3 separate regions of the Sus scrofa genome follow, and regions 2 and 3 are each linked to region 1. Evidence: chromatin contacts called from public Hi-C and promoter capture Hi-C data. All regions are on one chromosome and are shown on one strand. Each heading gives the region's core, a stretch centred on a gene start, on an enhancer-like site or on the middle of the called end of the contact. The rest is flanking DNA. Distances are from core to core; before and after follow the strand shown. Region 1 holds the start of DPH1 (2-(3-amino-3-carboxypropyl)histidine synthase subunit 1). Region 2 holds the start of MNT (max-binding protein MNT). Region 3 holds the start of TSR1 (pre-rRNA-processing protein TSR1 homolog).

Region 1 (2,559 bases), core at 31-2,530:
GAAATGAATTTATTCAGCGAATTATTATTATTATTATTATTATTTATTTATTTATTTTGTCTTTTTGCCTTTTCTAGGGCCGCAACCGCGGCATATAGAGGTTCCCAGGCTAGAGGTCTAATCGGAACTACAGCCGCCGTCCTACGCCACAGCCACAGCAACGCGGGCTCCAAGCCCTGTCTTCGAACTACACCACAGCTCACGGCAACGCCGGATCCTTAACCCACTGAACAAGGGCAGGGCTCGAACCCGCAACCTCATGGTTCCTAGTCGGATTCGTTAACCACTGCACCACGACGGAACTCCTCAGCGAATTATTTATTGAGCCTGCACTATATGCCTAAACTTCTGCCAGGGATTCTGCCAGACCTGACACTTCAGCCCGGGGCTGGGGTGGGTGGGTGCAAGGGTGGTGGTAGTGATGGTTCAGTGGAGAACTAGAATGGCAGGCTAGAACTCTAAGTCCAGATTTAAAGGTTACCACTGCTATGATTTTTGTTCAGTTGTCTCAAAGGGCCGGTGTCTCTACTCCTGCCCCTCACAGAAGCTCCTCTGACAGGCTCAAGTCCCTTGTGTTGCTGGGGTGTGGGAGCTGCTAATTCTAGCAGCTCAATTCGTCCCAAGGGCCAGTAGGCGCCTCCTCCTTTATCACTTGGCTGTAACCTTCTGCTTACGTTAGTATTCTTCCGTAGACTGCGAGAGATCCCTGAGGGTAGGGCTGCAGTCAAGTCCATACACCTAGCACAGGCCAGCTGCAAGGGTCGGGTGAATGAAACCTTGCGCCTCTTCCCTGAAGCATTCTCCGAGGGCACGCTAGGGGAATGCCTGGCTCCCTCCCTCCCTGTCAGGTCCGTCCTATCCGTGAGTCTACAAGCGTCTGTCTGCCCGCCAAGGCAGGGAGGCAGCGTTTACGGCTTGAGGACTACGAGCTCCTAGGAGGGGCTGCTCCTGACCATGCCTTACGGCTACAAAAGAAGGGCCGGTCCCCCTGGGCTCCAGCGACAGCAGCCCGAAGGAAGTGACCGCGAGGCCTTCTGAGTCTGGCGCAGAAAGGCGCCGCTGCCGTTAAAGGGGGCTGGTCCTGTCCCTGACTTGGGGACCCTATGCCAAGATGCGAGGTCCAGAGGCCGCACCCGTGTAGTACCCACCTCTGCCCGGGCCGTTTCGGCCGCGGGGCTCTGTGGCCTCGGCCGCAACTAGCGCCGCCATCATCACCTGGCCCACGTTGGGACCAGAAAGACAGCACTAGAAGAACGCTGAGAGCGCAGACAAGCGCGATCGATCGCCGATCGGCCAGCGACGGGCGGGGATTTGGGAGGCGGGGACCGTGAAGGAGAAAGATAGGGGCGTGGCTAGAGTGGGCCCCTGCCTCAGCTCCGAAGGTCGTGACTCTCCGGAGCCCCTAGTGGTCCCCGACCACCGCTGTTGCGTGCTCTCGGCGACTCTGTCCCACCTCCCCTTCCTTCCCGGCAGCCCGAAACTGGCTCTCCCGGAATGGTGCCCCTCTATTTGCCAACTTTTTGGCCCAGTTCTGCGGACAGAGTCTTGTGAATGGGGATACCACCAGGTCTTCCTTCAGCTCTCCTCCGTGTCTCCTCGGTTATGGGCCCTGGTGGCGGTGGGTAGGGGCGCATTCCCAGCCTCTGAGGACCCCACTGACTGGACAGGACAGAACTCACCGGCCACCGGGCCAGTTCCAAGTTGAAGCTTGGTGCCGATTTCCGGAGCGCCGGGGTGCTCCTTACACCTTAGAACCCACAGAGTGAAAGGTTCACGTGTGAAAAACTGCTACCAGGGTAAGACCCCCCGCCCCGGCCTGAGGGTGCTTTCCCGGGAGGGTTCAGAAGTCCAAGGTCTCAACTGCCTAAACCTTCCAGATTCTGGCCAGTGTTTGCCCTGCCTAGGCTGCCTCTCAGGCCTTGGTAGCCTTTCTCCTGATCAGGGGCCTGAGCTCCTGGGATCCCAAAGAGAAGTCAGAACAGCCAGCGAGACAGACTTGGCCTTTGGAGGAGCAGGGTACCTGCAGGACTGGCTTGCAGCAAGGTCTGCCCCCTAGAGCAAGGTTCCCCCAGGGCTGTTTGCCCACCCAGCCCTCTGGCACACCATCTTTTTCTCTGCTCTGTGTGAGCACATCTGGCCCTTTAAGGCAGCTCTCTGGCCTCAGGCTCCCCTGGAGGCCCTCCCTGCTTGGAAACTCCTAATTAAGGTGCAGGGAGAAGTGAAAAACAAGCAGCCAGGGACAGGCCCTGCCTGGGAGGCTGCCCAGAGAGGAGGGCTGGCTGAGCAGGCTGGGAATGAGCAGCCAAGGGGAGGACCAGAAGGGGTCAGTGCTCTGCCTCTCAGACCACCAACTGATGCTCTTAGGACAATCACAGCTTTGGACAGGAATGTAGCCAACATGGGTCCAAGGAACACCCTGTCACCTTGACAAGAGTCCAGCCTGGACTTTCCCATTTCCTCCAGGTTCTCTGGACCAGGGTGCAGGATCTCAATTCCAGGAACAATCTGAGTCGAGTCTCTCCCCATTCAGGACCCTAAGGCCCAGCCTGTGGACAGTTG
Region 2 (2,559 bases), core at 33-2,532, 340 kb before region 1:
ATAAATGCTCCAATGGGGAAAGGAGCAACTGGAATATTGAGTGACCGCAGAAAAATCCTTTCTGGTCTTCAGTTTCCTTATCTGCAAAGTTTAAGAATTTGGGTAAACGGACCAAATTCTGTTTGTACCCCAAACGCCTCCAAACTCTACCGCAAGAAGCCGCCAGAGGAAGCGCCAGGCCAGGGGTCTTACCCCGCCCGCGAGAGCGATAGTGGCCGGGCGGGTGGCCCCGCCCCCGCTCCCGCCTTGGTTGCCCAGCCACTGGGAGGGCCGAGCTTCCGCCCTCCACGTTGTTGTTCCCGATTTGCGCCACGCCCCCTCGGTCTGGGCTTTGGACACCTAGCCTAATTTGCCCTCGGTCCGGCCCCAGAGCAAAGGGCGACTTCTGGGGTGGCACATTTGGAGTTTCCGCCCGCCTCAGAGGCGCGTGGACAAAGGCAAGAGTTTATAGGAAGGAAAGGGAGACACTTTGTTTTGGAGGGAGGATAGTGAAAAGTAAAGAGTAGATCAGGTCACAACTGCACAATTTCCCTTTCGGAGTCCCACCCTTCACACAGCGTCCCCATCCGCACCCGCGAATGTGACCCTGCTAGACACTGGCCCTTTAAACAGAAGGCTGGCGGCGCGGGGTGTCCATGTGGAGCTGCTCCATGCCGTGTTGTCCTGCCCGCCCATTGGCCCGCGGCCCGGTGACGTCGCCTAATAGGATGCGAACGCACTGCGGGGGGAGGAACGGAGACAAAACGCGGAACAGGATCGCCACTCCGCTCCCTCTGCCAGTTCTCTGGCAGCCTCCTGCCGTCAGCTCCGCCCAGGGGCGGATCCCGGGGGAATTGCGACAGCCTGGTGGTTGCGGGAATTAGGTCACGTGTGGACCCAGGGTTCGGGCCAGTCTCTACCAGCCTAAGGTTTCCTTGACCTGGAATATCCTTATTTGAACTAACTCGAGTCTTGAGTTTTCCACCCTTCCTTCCCTCCAGCAGGATAATTTTAGTTGTGAATGACACAAACATGCAGCCCTTGCTAAACTTGTGGCTTGCAATCGGGGCGGGGGGAGGCGGGAAAGCGGAAATGCAGGGCGCGAACCCGGCTGGAGCTTCTCCCACCCCACCCAGGCCACGTGTGCGCTCGCCGTCTTGAGTGGGCGGGGCCAGCCTGCCCGGGACCACGCCCCTCCCTTCGTGAGAAGCCGCGGCCCTGCGGGCGGGGGCTCCGGTCCGGGCTTTGGCTGCGGCCCCGGTGTAGTAGCGGGGGCGGCGGCCGGGGGCAGCGCGGCTCCTTCCCTTGTTGTGTGTGTCGGTGCCTCCTCGCCATCTTGTTGCAAAGCCTTTTCTTGTCGGCGGGACTCCTGGGGGCCGCGGGGCGGGAGGCATTGGAAGGGAGGAAGAGTGGGAGGGGAAGGAGTGAGGCAGTGCCGCCTTATTTTTTTTGCATCAATATATTTAAATTTGCAAATTACATTTTGCAAATATTTGGGGAGACATTGGTTTTTCTCCCTGTGCTTCCCCGTTCTTCCCTGCGGAGTGCGCTGCGCCGCCCAGCCCTGTCGCCCCCCGGAGGTGATCCCTCCCTCCTGCCTGCCCGCCAGCCTGACCTGTGCTCGACTCGCGGGCCGCAGTCTCGGCCCCGGCGCGCCCCCGGCAGCTCTCGGCGCGATGAGCATAGAGACGCTACTGGAGGCGGCCCGCTTCCTGGAATGGCAAGCGCAGCAACAACAGAGAGCACGTGGTGAGCGGCCGGGCTGGGCCCCTAGGGCAGCGGGGAAGGGGAGGCGAGCGACCCTGGTACCCGAGCCCACCCGAAACCGCGGGCGGAACCCTCTCCCAGGCGGCTCGCGAAGCCGGGCATTGCAAGGCTCCGCGGAAGAACCGGCACCGGAGGAAGAGTGTTGTGGGCAGTGAAATTAATTAATGAATTCGTTAACATGCAGCGGGGGACCCGGCTCCTGTGGGCGCCACCCCAGCTGCCTACCACCACTTGTGCACCTTTCGTGAGGGGCTCCTTTCGCGTGGGCCAGCAGCGCCCTCGGTAGGGCTGAGGATGTGCGAGCCGGGGGGTGGGGTGAAGAATGGTGTTGCGTGGGGGTGGCAGACCCGCGGGCGTGTGCGTGTGTGCACAGGGGATGTGTGATGCGAGCCTCGATGAGAGCGGATGAACGGACGTTTACACGGGTGAGTGTCTAGTGCACACGAGTGGGCGTGTGTGTAACGGAGTGGGGGGTGGAATTACTCTACGCGAAGCAGCTCCCCGGCTTCCCTAGTCTTGTGGGGTGGGTGCGGGGGGCGCTCCTGGCAGATCTTACTCGCCGCTTGGGGCGGAGGCGGCCTTTGCAGAATGAAAATGACATCGCGTGTCTTATGATCCTGGCCAGCCCCGCCTGACCCCGCCTCCCACAACTGGGCTGGGTCGCGCGTCAGGGGTTTGGGTGAGAGCCGGGCTGATTAGTGCATCGGTGAAACGGCCCGAAGGTCGCCGGGGGCAGACCCGGGGCCCCCCTTGCTGCGCCCCACTTTAGCCGGTGTGGAATGTGGCGTGTCTGCGCCTTCTAAACCCGCTCTC
Region 3 (2,559 bases), core at 22-2,521, 270 kb before region 1:
GGACAAAAAAAGATGGGTTTCCTGCTTTCGTGGAGTTTACACATCTGGCAGAGAGGTAGGTGGGAGGAGTGTAAGGCTCCATCCAGAGGCCTAATCCATTCCTAATCCACTCTGTAGGTTTGAGCTCTCTAGCTCTCAGATGTGGGTGAGTCATTCACATGGGCACATCTCCCCCTCCCCCATGAAATTGAAATGGGCTTTAGGGCAGGGTCAAAGTAAAGGACATTAGTACAGTACAGAGAGAGGCTTTTTCTCTTTCTGACAGGGCGAGGGGGCTCCTCAAAAGAGGAAAAAATCCTGAGTTTTAACCATACTCAATAAACCCCCTAGCCTCTGGGTATGGAGGTGGGCGTGGAGTGAGAAGCAGTGAAGGTGTGCGGGCGAACCTTCCTGCAGTCGCGACTCAGAAAAATAACCAGATGGGGTGTAGGGTAAACCCGAGCTAAGCCCCCAAGTCACCAGTTTAGCGCCGTGGAGGCCCGCGCGGGGCCCCGCCCCCTCCCCACTCGGCGCGGATAATGAATGGGCACCTCAGGTTCTCCAGAAATCGCCGGCACCCCTCCCCCGACCTCGGTCTCGCTCTCCCAGCACTGCCGGTTGCCACAGGGCGGGGAGCTGCGGGATCTCAGAGCAAACAAGCCTAGGAGCGCCTGCCTAGCTCCGGGGACCGAGGGGAGCTGCCCGCTGACCCGGAGTGGTGCGTGAGACCCCAGTCCAGGACCCCGCCCCCGCCCGAGGCCAGCGTCCGGAGATGGGCGCCGATCTGTCAGTCCCCCGGGCCGCGGGGGCAAGGACGCGAGCACCCGGGGGTCGGTGCCCTGACTTTACCTCCTTTTTCACGTTCCACAGCAGTTTCTCTTTGACTGCGTCCTCCGCGCTGCCCATCGTGCGGCGGCTGACTGGGAGGAGGTGCCCGGCGGCCCCCGAAGCCCCTCACGCGCCCTCGCCGCCTCCGCGCCTCTCAGCTCAGCGCCCCACGCACCAGGAGGAGCCCCCGCCCGCCGCGCTCCCCGCCCGCTGCTGCAGCCGCAGCCACTGCCCGGTGCTGGGCTCCGCAGCCATCTTCCGAGCCCCACACAGACGTCAGGAGGCTGGCCCGGCCCCTTCCCACAGCCGGGGGCGGGGTGGGGGGGTGCGCTCAGCCACGCGGGGGGGAGGGGTCGGGCGGGGGGAGGCTGTGCGCGCCTGCGGGCGGCAGGCCGGGGCGCGCGCCACGCCAGCCGCTGTCATGGCAACGCGCGCTGCTCCAGCCCCGAGGGCGCGAACCCGCATTGTGAGGGCCAGCAGCTGGCCTAGCACAGCGCGGGGCGAGGAGGCGGGGCGCGCCCGGGACCCCGCGACTGAGGGCAGAGTCCTTCGCTCCGAAGCTAGCCCCCATCCAGCTAGATGTCCCTGATTCCTACCCGCTCGTTTTCCCGACGGGAAGGGCTGGGGCCCCCAGCGCCTCGAGTCTGGCCACGGGGAAGACATTAGTCCCATGGCTGGGAGAAAGTCCGCGGAATGCTAGCGTTTCTTCAAACCCTCCTGCCAGCCGGGCGCCCTCAGCTGCAAAGCCTGTGGGGAGATGAGCGGGAGCGCGGCCGCCCCAACCTGTAGAGGCTCGTCAGCCCTGAGGGCACGAGAATCAAAATCAGCCGTCCTACCCCCGAGGGGTCGCCACGTCCCACCTGTCCCTTCTTGCAGCTACGTTGGAGGCGGGGGTGCGGGTTGGGGTAACCGAGACGAACAGGAGCTTTTACGGAGCCTGTGGAGGTGAGACCTGCGCCGTCCACACCATTTGCCTTGTAGATTTAAACAGCCCCACCTGGGAATGGAGGGCGAGGCAACGTTGCTTAAAGTAATAAAGGACACCTGCTGCAGCAAACTGAGGAGCGGCTTAAACGAAGCTGAGAGGAGGGGCTTTGCCTTCTAACGCACGAATGGAGAATCTTCCTAAGAGAACAGCGCAAAAAATGAAAATACAAGGGAGACCGAGAGCCCAAACCTTGACTCTACACCCGCCGTTTTGAAGCACCCAACAGCAAACTACCACAGGGGAAACTTTACGTGCAGGTTTTGCGGAGACGCTAGCTCAAAGCTCTCACTACCGGGTAGCAGAGATCCTCGCGAGAGTACGCGTGGCGCCCCACCCCGCCAGGGGAGGACACGCCCCCACTGAGGGGGCCGGAAGCGTTCGGCCTGTTCCGGAAGTAGTGCTGACTTGGTACATGTGAGCGGCAGCATGGCGGCCCATCGCTCCGGCCCGCTCAAGCAGCAGAATAAAGCTCACAAAGGCGGGCGGCATCGTGGTCGTGGATCCGCGCAGCGGGACGGCAAGGGTGAGAAGATAGGGTTGAAGGAAGAAGGGCTGTTTGGTCGACATTAACTACTTCTCTCCATGCCCAGAATTTACCTCCTATCTCCGGCCTGAAGCCGGTCTTCTGCTAGTACCTTTGCCCAAGAGTCCTTTCTAATATCCTTCTAGGTCGTCTAGCTCTGAAAACTCTAAGCAAGAAGGTGAGAAAAGATCTTAGCAGAGTAGACCAGAGGCATCGCGCCAGCCAGCTCCGAAAGCAGAAA

What was found. Promoter capture Hi-C pulls out the DNA fragments that hold promoters and counts their contacts. Hi-C and Micro-C count contacts between places; a contact is called where the count stands out from the background.
Region 2: a promoter capture Hi-C map of liver shows a contact between it and region 1, with 2.6 times the contacts expected there. The contact joins the promoter of MNT here to the promoter of DPH1 in region 1. A contact is called at or near these places in 1 of 5 promoter capture datasets (liver) and 1 of 47 Hi-C or Micro-C datasets (liver).
Region 3: a Hi-C map of liver shows a contact between it and region 1, with 2.7 times the contacts expected there. The contact joins the promoter of TSR1 here to the promoter of DPH1 in region 1. A contact is called at or near these places in 2 of 5 promoter capture datasets (fetal liver and liver) and 1 of 47 Hi-C or Micro-C datasets (liver).

Annotation. Positions count from the first base shown.
Region 1 is chr12:48,145,085-48,147,643 of Sscrofa11.1, reverse strand. DPH1 (2-(3-amino-3-carboxypropyl)histidine synthase subunit 1) reads right to left here and starts at 1,280. Exons shown (of 13, transcript XM_021067606.1): 1 at 1,149-1,280. The coding sequence starts at 1,212. It overlaps RTN4RL1 (reticulon-4 receptor-like 1), which reads left to right and starts at 1,335. Exons shown (of 2, transcript XM_021067605.1): 1 at 1,335-1,796.
Region 2 is chr12:48,485,460-48,488,018 of Sscrofa11.1, reverse strand. It overlaps MNT (max-binding protein MNT), which reads left to right and starts at 1,282. Exons shown (of 6, transcript XM_021067616.1): 1 at 1,282-1,728. The coding sequence starts at 1,656.
Region 3 is chr12:48,416,334-48,418,892 of Sscrofa11.1, reverse strand. TSR1 (pre-rRNA-processing protein TSR1 homolog) reads left to right here and starts at 1,271. Exons shown (of 15, transcript XM_021067603.1): 1 at 1,271-2,318; 2 at 2,465-2,559. The coding sequence starts at 2,222. It overlaps SGSM2 (small G protein signaling modulator 2), which reads right to left and starts at 2,119. Exons shown (of 24, transcript XM_021067596.1): 1 at 1,985-2,119.